Regions from separate parts of the Arachis hypogaea genome. Here region 1 is linked to region 2. The links are chromatin contacts, called in public Hi-C maps. All regions are on one chromosome and are shown on one strand. Each heading gives the region's core, a stretch centred on a gene start, on an enhancer-like site or on the middle of the called end of the contact. The rest is flanking DNA. Distances are from core to core; before and after follow the strand shown. Region 1 holds the start of LOC114925594 (RING-H2 finger protein ATL33-like). Region 2 holds the start of LOC112747687.

What was found. A called contact is a pair of places that touch in the nucleus more often than the background predicts.
Region 1: a contact with region 2 is called in a Hi-C map of leaf, with 2.2 times the contacts expected there. The contact joins the promoter of LOC114925594 here to the promoter of LOC112747687 in region 2. A contact is called at or near these places in 2 of 8 Hi-C or Micro-C datasets (leaf and an unstated tissue).

The regions. Positions count from the first base shown.
Region 1 is chr2:71,365,190-71,370,043 of arahy.Tifrunner.gnm2.J5K5, forward strand. LOC114925594 (RING-H2 finger protein ATL33-like) reads left to right here and starts at 1,666. Exons shown (of 3, transcript XM_072218742.1): 1 at 1,666-2,596. The coding sequence starts at 1,976.
Region 2 is chr2:70,948,041-70,953,094 of arahy.Tifrunner.gnm2.J5K5, forward strand. It overlaps LOC112747687, which reads left to right and starts at 1,918. Exons shown (of 2, transcript XM_025795853.3): 1 at 1,918-4,998. The coding sequence starts at 2,013.

The DNA of each region.
Region 1 (4,854 bases), core at 416-2,915, 420 kb after region 2:
AAAAGAAGAGTGAGAAGAGGGAGAGGTATTTATAAGACCCATGGGGCAAAAATGTAAAACCCCTCCCTCATTCAATGACGTGCACGGTTACCAATGTAACCGCACCCAACATGTTAAAATTGAAACCCAACAGATGCGACGGTTGACGTTTTAAAATCACGTCGGGTTTCCAACTTGAAGACAGAGACCTAAAAATCCCGACGTGATAATCCTACTTACCAACACCTGTCCAACTTCTCATATGCTTGAGTACGACCTGAGTAAAAGGTCGGACTCAAACAAGGACACTGTTCATACCCTGGCTTAAAACTTAAGCCAGGCCCAAAACAGAAAAAGCCCATAAGAGAGTTATCAAGTAGCCGACCTCTTAAGAGGTTGGACAGAATGCTAACAAGTGATAACTCCCTCCTGAAGGAGTTAAACCTAATCCTTACGATCTCTCACCCACTTTTAGAAGAGATATCTTAACAACCCCTAAATAAAGGGGACGATTACCTGCAGACAAAGGTGAAACTACTCCAATGGTGGTTATTGGCTCATCACCTATAAATACACTGATACCTCTCAGGTATACTTAAGATCCAATCTACTATAAACCTGCTTGTACCCTTGCTAACTTAAGTATTGGAGTGTCTTGCAGGTACTATCTCCCATCTCCTCACTAAGAACTCGGACGGCGACCACTTAACACAAGACAAGTCGAGCGCTGTCTCACAAGGAGTCTGGACCTCACGTTTAGGCTTAAATACGACCCAGTTTCAAGTAACTCCCAAAACAACCATTATCCATAAGTAAAATTGAGACTTGAGAACTTTAAGCGTAAAATCTATATTATTAACAATCCTTAACACTAAATTCGAAATTTAACTTTTATAAAATAAATTTTGCTACTAACTATTTATAAAAAATACAAAAATATAAAAGTTTTATCAGTTGAAACTTTTTATGACATTAAGAATAAAATATTCTTTTATTTCTTAATATTTAGGCTAAATCTTAATTTCGTCTCTAATATTCAAAACATTCTATTTTTATTCTAAATATTTTATTTTATTTTATTTTAATCTTCTAATTAAAATTAAAGTTTTTATTTTAAAAATAAGTATTTTCATCTCTTATTATATTTTTTCTCTTATTATTCTGTTATTTTGCAACAACTGGCTATTATAATTACGATTTTTGTTGTTATGTATAAAAAAATTAAAATCAAAGAAAGAATATTTTAAAAGAAAAATTTTAATTTTAATTAAAAACCTAAAATAAAATAAAATATTTTAAATAAAAATAAAACATTTTAAATGTTTGAGCATAAAATTAAGATGATTAAATCAGTACTGTACACTAACATTAAATACACATACGTTTACTTTTGTCTCTAAAGTTATTTCTTTTTATATTCTTATAACCTAAGAAAAACATTTATTAATTTGGTTTTAGTCTGAAAAATAAATGTTATTTTTGTTTATTATAATATTATTACACAAATAATAAAAATATTTGATAACTAAAATAAATTAATAAATATTAAATAAAATAATTTTAATTATTTTGTTTGTCTTCTTAATTTTATTGCACAAATAATAGCTTCCTCTGTTACTCCGTCCTAAAATGGTGAAATGTCAACGTATATGATACAATTTGAAGGAGAAGATACCTCAGTCACAAAAGAAATTCATTTACTCCACATACATCACCCTAATCAATTATTGGACACTAAAAAAATACACTCCTAAGAAACAAACACCGCCATCCACAAAGAGCTATCACTGTCATCACCCTAACAAATGAAGTAGACAAACTTCTCCAATTCCCAACCACTTTTTACTCAAAAATTATCACAGGAAGACCAAAACCTAAATAAATAAATAAATAAGTAACAATCAAAACCAAACACAACCTAAAGCATAACCACATAATAATAATTCTTACTATTATTAGTCACACTACTGCTCACTTATCTTCTTGAACCCCAATCATGGACAAGCGAACCACCACCACCATCACTCACACTCCATCACCGTCGCTGTCGCCACCACCACCATCATCGCAGCTTGTTTTCTATGCTCCTCCGCTCTCCCCCGCTCAAATTGCGATCCTTAATACCCCGCCGCCGCCTTTTCCGGGCGGTTCGAGCTCCTTCGACCTCTCTCCCCTCGAATTCCTCCTCGCCATCGTTGCCATGGTCACACTGCCCGCCGTAATCTACACCTTTATCTTCGCCTACGGCTGCCCGTCTTGCCGCCGGCAACCGGAGCGAAATTCCGGCGAGCATTCCAGTGAGTCCCGCGACGGGGACAGCGTCATCGCCACCGCTGTTGCTGAATTTCGGTACCAGAAGGACTCTCACGTGAAGGAGATCGGCGGCGAGTGTCCGGTATGCTTGTCGGCTTTCGCCGACGGCGAGAAACTCCGGCAACTTAGCGATTGTAAGCATTCGTTTCACGCTGATTGCATCAACTTGTGGCTCAGCAACCACACGAATTGCCCAATTTGCCGCTCCATCGTCGCCGGCGCTGGCAGAAAGCGCCCCAGTTCATCTGCTCCGGCAAGAGATCATCATGATTTTCATCAAGGTCTTCCTGATGCATCCGGTTTGGTATGAACATTTAATTTCTTTTCTTGCCTTTTTTATTTTTCAAAATTCCTTTAATATATAGAAAATGTTGTGAGTTTTAATTTTAAAGGTGTGTAGTGGAATTTGAAATTGGATATAGAGGAAAAAAAAGAAAAATGAAAAAAAAAAAAGAAAAGGATGAAAGTTTGTTAGGGAAATATATAAAATCACACCGTCCAAAAGTTTGTATATGAATATAATGTCCTAAGGGATAAATCATAAATGATATAGTTGATACTTGATAGTTCAACGAAGCAATGATAAACTTTATTTAGCAATTGAATAATTGATTTAATTAGCAAAATATCTGTATGTATGCATGTGTATTAGTATCGTACTGATGCTCGTCTTGCATTGAGCATTTTTTTTTTTAAACAAAGTAAAGGAAGAGAAACGAAAACAGAAACACAAAGCAAATAGAAATTAAGAAATTATATAAAAGTAGGTTTAGAAGAACCGCAATCACTCATTATAGTTGAAATTATAGAACCATATCAGAATCTAATTGTGCACCTCGTTTTACTATCAAGTCTGCAATTTTATTAGTATTCCTTTGAATTAGAACAAAATGGACAACCCATGTTCTTGTTGCTTTAGTTCAAAATTTCTTCTCTGTATGATCTTTCGGCACTTTTCAATTATTAACTAGAAAGAACTGCACACTAAATAGCAAAAAGTTCAGCTCTCAATATATTAACTTCTGAAACTTGACTAGAACACCCTCTAATTAAACATCAAAATCTAGCTCTTGCAACATCTTCAAAAAAGTTCCTATCAAAATTTAATTTGACAAACCTAACTTGAGAATGTGTCCACATATAGATAAAGGAGTTGGACACAAAACAAGACATGACAGTAAAGCAGCCGATATAAATTCTGTTACCAAATAACGAGAACGATAAACATCTTTTATGACAGAAGATATAGTTTCTATCGTTAACTAAATCATTCCAATCTAGCCAAATGCTCCAAAGGCCTACAAGGAAAGTGAATTGACGCATACTCTCAGTTCCATTGGAACCAACGAAAAATGAGTGATAGTTTTGAAAGAAGGAAATGTTAGAACTCCCAATTGACTCCATACATCACAGGTTCGATTACAATCCTGAAGACAGTGAAAAATTGTTTCCAATCGATGCTAACATCTTTGAAAAGAATCTATGGGAGCGAGACATAATTGAAATCTAAAAATAGTTGTTTGCAATGCTTGGGGAAAATGGTCAACCAAACGAGGTGAATTTTTCCTGAAATTCTCAGTTTCCACACTCAGTTCTAATTTATCGATAAATCACATGAATTATCTCGACCAAATAACCAAGAATATCCTCCTTTAGCAGAACAAATTTTGAAAGACGAATGTCTCTACCACCAACCAGGGCCAAGTTTCGATGCAACAAAGATTTGATGTCCCATAGTGTCGTTTTCCAATTCAGCATCCATCATTGTCGTCAATCTATTTAGATGCCACTCAAAATCGTAAAAAAATCCCTTACTCGCAATTGAGTGTTAGTTAGATATATGAATTACATCATTTCTTTCGCCATCACAATCAGAGTTAGAAAAACAAAATGAATCTGCAAGAGATTCTCCATTCCAAACAAAACCATCTCTTAAAATATTAGCTGCTTTGAGAATTGCTTTCCAAGTAGGAGAAACTGCCACCGCAACCTTAATATCAAATAAATTTATCATGATGTTAAAGAAATTATGAGACCAATTTGTCAAGAGCAACATTCATAATCCAAGAATATTTGAAGGCTAAGCCTACTTACCTCTTAGAAGTGGTGAGGATCTTCCAAGAAGTTAACTGCAAACCACAAGATTACTTACCACTCCACACAAAATGCCCTATAGTTTTGTTAATCTCATGACAAATAATATTCGAAAAGAAGGTTACTTGCTTCCTGTATACTAGTATAGAAGCAATGACCGACTTGACTAGACGGATTTGACCAGCTCTATTAAAAACGCTATCCTTCCAAGAGTTCAATATAATTGGACTTCATCAATAATATCATTAAAGATTGATCTTGATACTTTAGCACCAAGATCAGAGGAACACTAAGATAATTCCCAATTAATTAGCAAAACGTATGGTTGATATACTTGCGAAGATCTCTTTTCTATGTTTGGATACATTTTGAGAACAAAGAGCTCTGAATTGTCAAAATTCACCTTTATGCCTGAAACTTTAAGTAACTAATTACACTTGAGTTTTCTTGGCTTTACAAAATAAAATA
Region 2 (5,054 bases), core at 668-3,167:
GTGAATAAGAAAGTTACAAATATTTTACAAGTTCTAAAATAAATAGTTATATATTTTTAACAAAAAAATAAAATAATTACGAATGGTTGGATCCTGCTTACTATTACTTGCATATACATCTAGGAACTCAACAAAGAATAGGTACTCATTGCAGATCGTTACTCTTGAATAGAAAGTCTCACATAGTCAAATATTTATTTTTGAAAAATATTTTTAGAAAAACAGGGTGAGTTTTGCAATTCAGTAACTAGACAATACATCTAAAATCGACATGAGACTATATAAACATTATTATCAAAGTAATTTTAATTAGAAAATAATAGTTAATAATAATAAATGAATCAATAAGGGAGCTCTCATACAGAAATCAAATCAAAAGTCAACACATGGGTGGCTCGACTTCTCTGGGTAGCCCTTTCCTCTTATGTGTTCTAACAGAATAACAGATCTAACGTGTGACCTATACGTTAGGCTAGCAACATCATTGCTAGCTGGTGTCTGAATCAGATGCATCTAAATTAACGTCGTAATCGCAGTTAACTACGATTTTCTAATACGAACATCCCAAACCAATTCAAAACATATAGTTTCAAATACAATAAATCTTTTATCTTTCAAATATATAAGGTATCGAATCAAATCAAATCAGATAATACTTTCTCATTAGAAGTTTTTTCCAATCGTACTTTTTTAATTATAGAAACATATTCCACAATTTTAAAGTAAGTGAGTGCCAACAAATACTTCAATACTTCAAAAAATATATTAAGGTAAAATCAAATATTCTAAAATAATATAAAATTTTATCAAACATATATATAGTCTCATGTAAAATTTCTAAGGTATGAACTTCATAAAATAATTATTCAACTATAATAAATCAATTATTTTAATCAAATTAAAGTTCTTCAACAATGGTTTTATAAATATAATTAAAACTTCAGAATAGCATAAACCAAAAGATTGACGGTTATAAATGTAGAGCGTACTCACAACGTGTGGTCCTAAGGGACCGAAGATACCGAAACCGAAGTGCCAAATTCAAGGTGAGGAGGATTGAAGTAGAAGGAAACGAATGAGCGCATAATTTGGATCGGAGTAGTGACAAAATGGAGCTAGCGATAGTTCTAGGAATCTAAAACAGAGCAAAATTAAAATCGAATAAAACAAGGACAAGACATATTAGATGGTGGCATAATAGGACATCAAAGCTAGAGCAGAATCAGGGAAAAAGGCTGGACCGGAATGGTGACAGGAACGGTTCAGCTCTAGTAGCACCAACAACTCCGGCAGCAAGGACGATGGCTTGGTTCAGGTAAATCCGAACGGCAACAGGAACAACGCAGCAGCAGATGGTCCTTTCTCCTTGGCGTTTCTCTCTCTCCGCAAACTCTTTTCTCTCTCTTCAAAGCTCCAAATCTGCAACTACGACGATGACTGCAAGGCTGACTTCGACGGCGACGCCTAGGACTCTGGTAGTGATGGCGACGGAACCTCCCTCCTCTATTCATTGCGCCTCTCTCTCTTCTGCGCGTTCTCTTCTCTTTGTTCGTACTTCCCTCAGCGACGGCGACAGTCCTCCATGCACAGCCACAGCGACGACAACAACAACGGCATGCCCCCATTGGCATCATCCTGCTTCTCTCCTTTTTCTTCCTTTCTTCTCCCTCTGTGTTTTTCCTTTCTCTTTTTCTTTCTTTCATTTTCAGCGGGGTGTGTGTTAGGAGAGAATTAAAATTTGGTTTAAAATAAAAAAAAAGAGTAAGAGTATATATGAGAGGATTAGGATTTGGTTTGAAATAAAAAAAGAGTAAGAGTATTATAAGAATTTTACAGTAAGTTTATCATGTGTCTTTAGAGTACATGTTAGTTCATCCCTAAAACTATATATATATATATATATATATATATATACACGAAAAAAGAGAGTGGTGTCCCAATAATTTCTCCAAAAAGGAGGTTTGAGGACAGAGCGAGCGATATACGCAGTATGCAAATACTAGAGACTTGCCATGGCTGGAGTTTTGAGGCAAATGTCAATGCCAATGCCAATGCCAATGCCGAGGCAAGCCTTGAGCCACCACCACCAAATGCCGAGGCAATCTCTCAACCACCTTCTTCTTCTCCATCTCTTCTTACTCTTTCTCACACTAACAAACCCTCCTCTTTCTTCTTCCTCTTCAAACAATAATAATAATGAAGCTCTAGCTTTGCTTTCATGGCTCAAAAACGGTTCCTCCAAAACTCCTTCACCACTCTCAGACTGGAACCTTCGAGACCCTACACCATGCAACTGGTCCTGCGTCAAATGCTCCGTAGACAACCACGTCATAGAGATAAACATTCAAGCTATACAGTTAGCCCTTCCTTTTCCTTCAAACCTCTCTTCTTCCCTTCCCTTTCTTCGAAAACTCGTCATCTCCGGTGCCAATCTCACCGGACCTATCTCCCCGGATATCGGATACTTCGCTTCGCTTTCTGTTCTTGATCTCAGCTCAAATGCTCTTGTTGGTTCCATTCCTTCGACCATTGGAAACCTCAAGAACCTTCAAAACTTAACCTTAAACTCAAACCAGCTCACAGGTCCAATCCCAAAGGAGATTGGTGACTGTGTTAGCCTGAAGAATCTCAATGTTTTCGATAATAGCCTCAGCGGCGAGCTTCCAGTTGAGCTTGGAAGCCTTTTGAATCTTGAAACGATAAGAGCTGGAGGGAACAAGGACATTGTTGGGAAGATTCCAGAAGCTATTGGTAACTGCAATAATCTAACCGTTTTAGGCCTTGCAGATACCAAGGTTTCGGGTTCGTTACCTTCTTCGTTGGGAAAACTATCCATGCTTCAAACTATCTCAATTTATAGTACTATGCTTTCCGGTGAGATTCCAGCTGAGATTGGAAACTGTTCTGAGCTTGTGAACTTGTTTCTTTATGAGAACGATCTCTCCGGTTCGATTCCGAAGGAGTTAGGGAAGCTCCAGAAGCTTGAAAAGATGCTGCTATGGCAGAACAGTTTCTTTGGCAGCATACCCAAAGAAATTGGAAACTGCATAAGCTTGAAGATTCTTGATGTCTCCTTGAACTCTCTCTCAGGAACAATACCGCGAAGTTTGGGGAATCTTTCGAACCTCGAAGAGCTTATGCTGAGTAACAACAACATTTCAGGTTCAATTCCTGAAGTCCTTTCAAACTTGACGAACCTTGTTCAGTTGCAGTTAGATACAAATGAGATTTCCGGTTCAATTCCACCGGAGATCGGAAAACTAGAGATGCTTGAAGTTTTTTTTGCATGGCAGAACAAGCTCGAAGGAGCGATTCCTTTGGCGTTAGGCGGTTGTAGAAGCCTTCAAGCTTTGGATTTATCATACAATTCACTCACTGGTGGATTACCTCCAAGTTTGTTTCAGCTTCAGAACTTAACAAAGCTTCTCCTTATCTCGAACCAAATCTCCGGCCAAATTCCAGCAGAGATTGGTAACTGCAGCTCCCTTGTTCGCCTCCGGCTCGTTAAAAACAGAATCACAGGCCAGCTTCCAAGTGAAATTGGATTCCTTAACAACCTCAGCTTCCTTGATCTCTCTGAAAATCATCTTACAGGGTTAGTACCAGAGAATATCGGTAACTGCAAGGAACTTCAAATGCTCAACCTTAGCAATAACTCGCTTTCCGGCGCTTTGCCGAGTTCTTTATCCTCTCTTACAAGGATTGAAGTCATGGATGTCTCGATGAACAATTTCTCCGGCGAGTTTTTGATGAACATTGGCGAACTGGCTTCTCTGCTTAGAATCATTGTTAGGCAAAATTCGTTCTCCGGATCGATTCCCTCTTCGATTGGACGGTGTTCTGGTCTTCAGCTTTTAGACCTTAGCAGCAATAAATTCTCAGGAAGCATACCAGAAGAACTATTCGAAATCGAAGCGCTAGACATTGCTCTTAACTTGAGTCACAATGCATTGTCTGGAATAGTTCCGCCTCAGATTTCGGCTTTGAATAAGTTGTCTATTTTGGACATTTCGCATAATTTGCTTGAAGGAGACTTGTTAGCATTTGCAGGGCTTCAAAATCTTGTTTCTATGAATATCTCATACAATAAATTCTCCGGTTATTTACCGGACAGCAAGCTATTCCGCCAGTTATTGCCGACGGATTTCGAAGGGAATCAAGGCTTGTGTCCCAACGGCCATGATTCTTGCTTCATCAGTAATGCTGCAATGACAACAATGCTGCATAGTACTAATTCCAAGAGGTCACAGAGAATCAAACTCGCAATCGGACTTCTAAGCGCTTTGATTGTTGCATTGGCAATATTTGGAATCGCGACAATCATTCGAGCGAGGAAAGTTGCTCAAGATGGCAATGATTCTGAGATTGGAGGAAACTCGTTGCCGTGGCACTTTACGCCGTTCCAAAAGCTCAATTTCTCGGTTGATCAAGTCTTGAAGTGTTTGGTAGAGTCCAACATAATTGGAAAGGGATGTTCAGGAGTTGTTTACAAAGCCGAAATGGAAAACGGCGATGTCATCGCTGTGAAGAAGCTCTGGCCAACGACAATGGCTTCAAGATATGACTGCCAAAGTGACAAGCCGGCGAGTAACTGTGGAGTTCGCGATTCCTTCTCGGCCGAGGTGAAGACACTCGGCTCGATTCGCCACAAGAACATAGTGAGGTTCTTGGGCTGCAGCTGGAACAGAAACACAAGATTGCTCATGTATGACTATATGCCTAATGGGAGTCTTGGAAATCTACTCCATGAAAGAAGTAACTGCCTGGAATGGGATATCAGATACCGGATTATACTTGGCGCGGCGCAGGGCTTGGCTTACTTGCATCATGATTGTGTTCCTCCCATTGTTCATAGGGACATCAAGGCCAATAATATCCTCATAGGCCCTGAATTTGAACCATATATAGCTGATTTTGGACTCGCCAAGCTTGTGGATGATGGCGATTTCGCACGATCTTCTAGTACATTGGCTGGTTCCTATGGCTACATTGCTCCTGGTTAGTACTATAATCCAAATTTTTTGAACTTTTCATGTCAGTTTGATTACTTTTGT